Regions from separate parts of the Pan troglodytes genome. Here region 2 is linked to region 1. The links are chromatin contacts, called in public Hi-C maps. All regions are on one chromosome and are shown on one strand. Each heading gives the region's core, a stretch centred on a gene start, on an enhancer-like site or on the middle of the called end of the contact. The rest is flanking DNA. Distances are from core to core; before and after follow the strand shown.

The links. A called contact is a pair of places that touch in the nucleus more often than the background predicts.
Region 2: a contact with region 1 is called in a Hi-C map of stem cell-derived neural progenitor cells, with 3 times the contacts expected there. The contact joins the promoter of ISL2 here to the enhancer-like site in region 1. A contact is called at or near these places in 2 of 7 Hi-C or Micro-C datasets (induced pluripotent stem cells and stem cell-derived neural progenitor cells) and 1 of 1 datasets of contacts at active chromatin or transcription factors (stem cell-derived excitatory neurons).

What each region holds. Positions count from the first base shown.
Region 1 is chr16:68,126,744-68,129,819 of NHGRI_mPanTro3-v2.0_pri, reverse strand. All of the region lies in intron 9 of TMEM266 (transmembrane protein 266), which reads right to left. Among named protein-coding and RNA genes, the nearest start is that of ETFA, 120 kb to the left of the region's middle. Within about 2 kb of position 1,574, at least 4 of the 24 cell types and tissues checked have an H3K27ac peak or open chromatin away from gene starts, as enhancers often do. A contact at or near this core is called in stem cell-derived neural progenitor cells, where this site is marked.
Region 2 is chr16:68,270,145-68,273,220 of NHGRI_mPanTro3-v2.0_pri, reverse strand. It overlaps ISL2 (ISL LIM homeobox 2), which reads right to left and starts at 1,573. Exons shown (of 6, transcript XM_063795302.1): 1 at 1,247-1,573; 2 at 208-397. The coding sequence starts at 1,304.

The DNA of each region.
Region 1 (3,076 bases), core at 325-2,824:
GATCCCTTAGCCACTCTGAGCTTCAGCTTCTTCATCCATAAAATGGGGATAGCAAATGCCTACTCTGCTGGTGAACTGGAAAGAGTCCCTGAGATCATGAATGTTTAGCCCGGGGCCATCCCTTGCCTCCCTGAACCCCTGGCTCCAAAGTCTCAGTGCTTTCTGTGGCAGCTGCTCTCTGCTGCCTGGCGCATTTCTTCCCAGGGTGTGAGCACTTTGCAAACCCAACCTGACTAATCCTCCTAAAGCCCGTCAAGTGCAGTGGTGCCAATGCTCATTATGTGGGTTTTACCCCTTGGGTGGAGCCCCCGACCTGCCCAGCGAGGAGGCAGAGGTGGAGAGAAAGGGTGGTGAGTCAGCTGGGCCAGGCTTCCTGGAGGTGGTGGGGACTGGCCAGGCTGCATGGACTGTGGTGTGGCAGAGGGGCATGGGGCACCAACCACATGCCCTGTGCAGACCCAGGCCCCAAAGCCCAGGGCAAGGCTCTGATTCCTGGTTTGGGCTCCTGCTCCTAAACTCCAACTTGCTCTTCCATGGCTTGGCAGCCCTCACCAAGGGAGGGCACTAATATTCACTGAGCGCCTACTGTATACAAGGGATGAGAGCTGTGCATATGACTAAATGTTCAATCCTTCTCAGTGAAGAACTTCTACACCTGTTTCATTTTGAAAACACTAAGACTGAGACAGGACCAGCTACATAATTTCTAGGTCCCTTGTTTAAAAGGTATTAAGAATTTCAAGAGGGTAACAGCAGAGCAGTGAACCAAAGTTAGGGCCCTGTGTGACCACACAGGTCATGCATCCATGAAGCCAGCCCTGATCACAGAAGTAACTTGCTCAAAGCCCAGTTGAAATTCAAACCCAGACCTCAGTTCTAAACCCATGTCCCTCCGGTTGCTTCAAATGCTACTTTGCCTGAGGCTCTTTCAGATCTAGTCCTACAGCCCTGGGGTTCCTGGGGTCCCCAGTGTCGCGGTCAGGCCCACACATTTAGAGGCCAGTGGAAAGCCTTGCCTTCATGATCAGCCAGGCCCGCTCCTCTCCAAGGACAAGCACTGGTGCCAGCTCAGCTCCCTCCCCTGGGGCTGCCCGGCAGAGGCAGGCACAGAGCAGGCTGGCCACATGCACCCCTGCGGCAGTGTCTCTGGATACTGCAGCAGCGTGGGGGACGCGAAGGTTCCCTGTGATATATGGTGAAATCCGTGGCACTCCCACCAGGGGCTGTAATTCATAAGTTATGGGCGAGCTTCAAGACTAATAAATTTGGGAGAGAAGTATTAATGACTACACAGGGGCACTGTGAACTTGGCAGGCCCCAAAGCCTGGAACTCTGCAGCCTAGGTTTTAAAAATGATTTGTGCTACAGCAAGTCTAAACAGAAGCTGCTTGGCGTTGTCTGACTGTGACCTGCTGGCAACTGTTGAGACTGTGGAGCTGCTTCCTCCTCATGGCTGGGGCTGGCACCCCGCCCTCCTGGGCTGCCCTCCCCCACCCTGCAAAACACACGGCCCTCCCGAGGCTCTGTGACTCACAGCTCATGTCTGTAGGTTAATCCCTGGATTGTCTGTGTCCTGTGCATGAGGTGGGCCTCAGAGCCTCGCTGGCCTGAAGGTCACAGTTAGCAACAAGCACTGCCCTTACTTCATCTCCAGAGTAGCCTACAGTGCTCTCAGCTTGTCCAGCCATAATTTCTAATGTCATGAAAATCCCTCCCTGGACACAGTTCCTGGTCAAGGAGAGATCAGCTGGGGGATGCCCTGTGTCCCTGGACCATGCGAGGCTGTGAATCATGCGTGTTCCTCGCCAGCCCTGTGTTCTGCCCTTTGCCTTGGAGGCATTGGCTTTGCTGTTGATGCTCTGGGGCTGGCTGTGAAACAATGTGCCTAGGCTGGGGCAGGCAGTATCCACAGAGCCGGGAGGTACCCAGGAGACACCCCAGAAGAAGCAGGGAAGAGTGGGCAGGGGGATCCCAGGGCTGGACAGAGAAGCATCTGCACCTGCTCCCAGGGTGTGTGTCTGGCACCTCTATGGGAGGCCTGGGCCTGCCCTATCCAGATATCCCCTACCTTAGTTTCCAGGAGGGTTAGCAGGGACACTGCAGACCCCGTGACATCCTGCTGGTGACACATAGCCTATCAGTTTCCCCCAAGTGGCCTTCGACTCTGACCTGCTTTCTCCCTTCTGCCCCTGCCTCCTCCTCCTCCTCCTGGAAGTTGCCCACTATGGGGGCTGCAGAGAGAGGAGGAGCAGGAGGGCCAGGCAGGACTGAAAGCTTCAGAGCACTCCTAGAATGTGCACGAGTATTTTAAAGGCTTGGTTTCTTTGTGGAACCTCCAAGCCCAGATCTTGGCTCCCCTGTGGGCTCAAATGTGGCATCTGGCATTCAGGGTCTTATAGGTCATTGGCTGAGGGACAACAAGGGCTGTGCTGTTAGCTCTAAAGCCAATGACCCTGATGAGAGAGACAGAGGAGGTGCTGCGGAGAGCGGCTGTACCGGGAGTGCTTAGACCTGCAGAAAGAACAACACGGGGCAGGCCCAAGCCCCAGGTGAGTTGAGGTGCAGCCTCAAGATGGGCTGTGGGCAGAGCCAGGAGGCTGTCACAGAGGAAGATCCTGAAATGGGCTGAGATGGTAAATCCGCTCCTTTCATCCTTAGGAAGCCAGGCGAAGTGGGCAAAAGTTGCTCCCACCTTCCAGAAGAACTTTCAAAAAGAATAAGAAGGTGGATTCCACAAGCACAAGCCTAGGGGCTGAAAGCCAAGAGTGGGGTTTATGGGGTGGACTACTGCTGACTGGCCTCAGCTCCCAGAGAAGACGCAGGGCTCCACACCAGAACAAGTGATGTCAGACAGCCTTATTTTGTTCTTTGATCAGTTACCGGCTTGAAGATTACATTCAATGCAACAAACTCTATGGAGACCTGACTGAGGCAGGCCCTGAAGTAAGTTTAGAGGGGAGACACACATAAACGCTCCTGGCAGTGGGGCAGGATCCGGACCTGGGAGTCGGTGTAAGGTTGCCAGGGAAGGGTGTGGAGATCTGGGAGCTTACTCTAAGATGGGTTCTAAGCATGA
Region 2 (3,076 bases), core at 324-2,823, 140 kb before region 1:
CGCGCCCAGGACACTTTGTGGCCACCAGGAGACTGCGGTGACCCGCCTGCGGGCATTCCCGGGCCCGGGGGAGCGCTGCGGCACCCGTGCGGGATGCGGATGGCCTTCTCCCTGGGCAGGGCCGGGGCGCGCGGGCAGGCCGCCATCCCCAGTCCCGGCCCCGGCCCCGGCGCGCGGTGGCCCAGCCCGGGTTCCCGCCGGCCTCACCTGACATAGTCCCGCTTGCAGTAGGTCTTCCCGTCTCTCACGAAGCACGTGCACGTCTCGTCCAGGTACTGGCTGCACTCGGCACACTTGAGGCAGGCCGCGTGCCACTCGAGGTCGGGCGACACCCGCAGGATAAACTGGTCGTGGATCTGACTCCCGCAGCCCACGCACATGGCCGTCCCGGGCTTCTCTGCCGGGAAAGGGCGCGGGGCCGCGTCAGGCCTGACTGCCTGGACCCAGGCCGGCCTCGGCCACTCCAGCCCCAACCCAACCCGCTCGCTCTCTTGCTCTTTCTTTCAAGACTTGCGACCATAAGGAAAGATGATGAGCTCTCTAAAGGTCCAGAGCATTGGAAACGAAAAACCAGTATCTTGTGGATTGCTGAAGGTTTCTTCTGTCCCCCACCCCAAATATTTCGTTATTACATTCATTAATCACAGTCGTTTTGTCGACGTGTCTTGAAACTAAACGCAAACACGAAACTAAGAAGAGAGTAAATACACAGGCACTGCGGACGCCTGGATATCAACACCTAACGGTGCTGTCCTGGCATTTCCGCTCACACACTCCCACTCACAGCGGCTGCCTCCTATCCCAACACAGACACATCGTCTTTCGGCAGTCCCCGCTCATCCTCTCAGACATTTCTTAGTTTAAATATCCCAGAGCAAGCGAAAGAAAGCTTCCTAGCTTTGAAAAACCGAAAGGCAAACAAACAACAACCAAAAACAAAAAACAAAAAAAAAACCCCACATCCCTAAATCAAACCTAATTGCCTTTGCGCAAAACAGAAGCAGATTTCGCAGCCCGAAGTCATCCTAGCCGGCTTGAGAAATAGTGTTTACTTATAAAATAAAACAACAGGATTCCCAAAGATAAGCAGTCCTGCAGGAGACATGCATTCGTTTTTCCTCTCCTAAACTATTCTGACAAATAGAAGCCACTTGTAGAATCCACTAAACATTTTTCTGCATTAGAAATTTTGCATATTAAGCATACACACACACCCCACCCCACACACACACACAGAAATACTTACTCTTGGAATGATCACCCATAGCACCCAGAAAAGGATAATGAAAAATAATATCCACCATGCAGAAAAAGAGATGTGCGCAAAGTGTGCGGCCAGGGGCAGAAGGACGAGGGTCGCGCGCCCGGCCTCGGCTCTTTGCTAACTAACTCCTACTGCCCCGCGGAGTTGAAGGAGCGATTCCGCACCGGCCCGCACGCAGCATGACGTCAACACGCACTAGCCCCGGGCCGGAGCTGGGGGCGGGACCTGTGGCGTCACGAAGCTTCCCCAGAACTGCCGGGGATGCGGGGGAGGTGATGGGGATCCAGAGGCTGATGGGCGGCGTGGGTTGGGTTGGAGGCTGGGGGTGAAGGGAGATTGGCTGGGAGGAAGTGGGCCAACCCTGATTGGCCCGGAGTGAACAATGGAGTGCAGCCCCCCCACCTCCGAAACCTACAAGGATCCTCTCTCATGCCCCGGGCCTGGCAATCTGGACTGGACCTTGCGTCACCGCCGAGCTGGCTCCGCGGCCGTTACAACTCTGAGCTTCCTCTTGGACTTTCGGGGCGGTTTTCCCAGGCGCGCTGGAGTGGGTGATGGATACCTGAGGGTGGAGATGGCTCTCCTTTAAGAGCTCCCTTCTTATATAAATTAAAAAAAAAAAATTAAACCCACTCTCAGGACGAGAGAGCCAAGGACAAGGGGGATCCGTTTGGACGTGACCGTCATCGTCCAGCTGGTCACCTTTCTCCTCTCATGTGCCTTTGTTCTTCGGGTCCAAGCTAGAGAGAGGGTAGAGAATGACCACCTGGGTTCTGATAAACTCTATTTAGACTTTCCTATCCACACACACTGTAGAAAACTTCAGATTGGGGCATTAAGTGGGTTGAGCCAGAACCCAGATCCAAAAGCGCTCACCCGGGACTGGGACGGGTCCTGACTCCATCCTTGCTGCTGCTGCCGCTGCTGCTGCCCCTCCTCCCTCTCCTCCACCACCATCTCCTCCTCCTGCTCCACTTCCTTTTTTTGTTGTTTTGTTTTGCTTTTAATTTGTTGCTGTTGTTGTTTTGAATGTAACATGGACTTCCCCGCCCCCTCATTTTTCCCCAATCCAAATGGCATAGCTCCTTTTAGGAACACTGCTGGGGTCGATTGCGTGTCCAACTTCCAAAATAAAAGATTTTTCTAAACTCTTGTCCTTCATTCACAAACCCACTGCAATGCAAATAATCAGAAACGAACGTAAGGCGCTGGGTAATTTACAGTGGTATCTGCGAGGCGGCGGCTCGTTGGTCCTGAGAAAATCTGAGAGCTCTGAGCAGAGTCCAGGCATTCTTTCAAAGAACTCGCTGTGGGTTTTGTTTGAAAGGGTTCAAAGACCGGCCCATGAATTATAAATAACATTTATCCAACCATGGTGTCTGTTCTTGTTTTCCCATTAAAAGGAGTACCAAGAACTTGGTGTGCGCCTGGGTGGGGCGCGAGGTGAAACGCCTGCGGATAAAGTGTCTCCACCACCATTCCAGACCCTGCCCAGACCTTCGGGCTTGTGGGCCTGAGGGCGCGGTCGCTACTGCCGTTCTACTAAGAGCATGAGGTTGGTTGGCCTCGAAACGGATGCAGCCAAGGGCGCAGGCCGAAGCTTTGCAGAAGGCTAGGGCGAGGCCCCGAGTGCACGCTAACATTATTCGACCATGGTCCACGGTGAACGTTCCTCACCGGCCCCGCGCTGGGGCGAGCGCTTTAAGCCTCGTCCAGTAGCGTCCGGCTTTTGACCTCCGCCTCCACCTTTAGGAGGTCTAGTCTTCTCACCGGTCCGGCTTTTTTTTTTTTTTTTTTTTTTGAGATAGACTC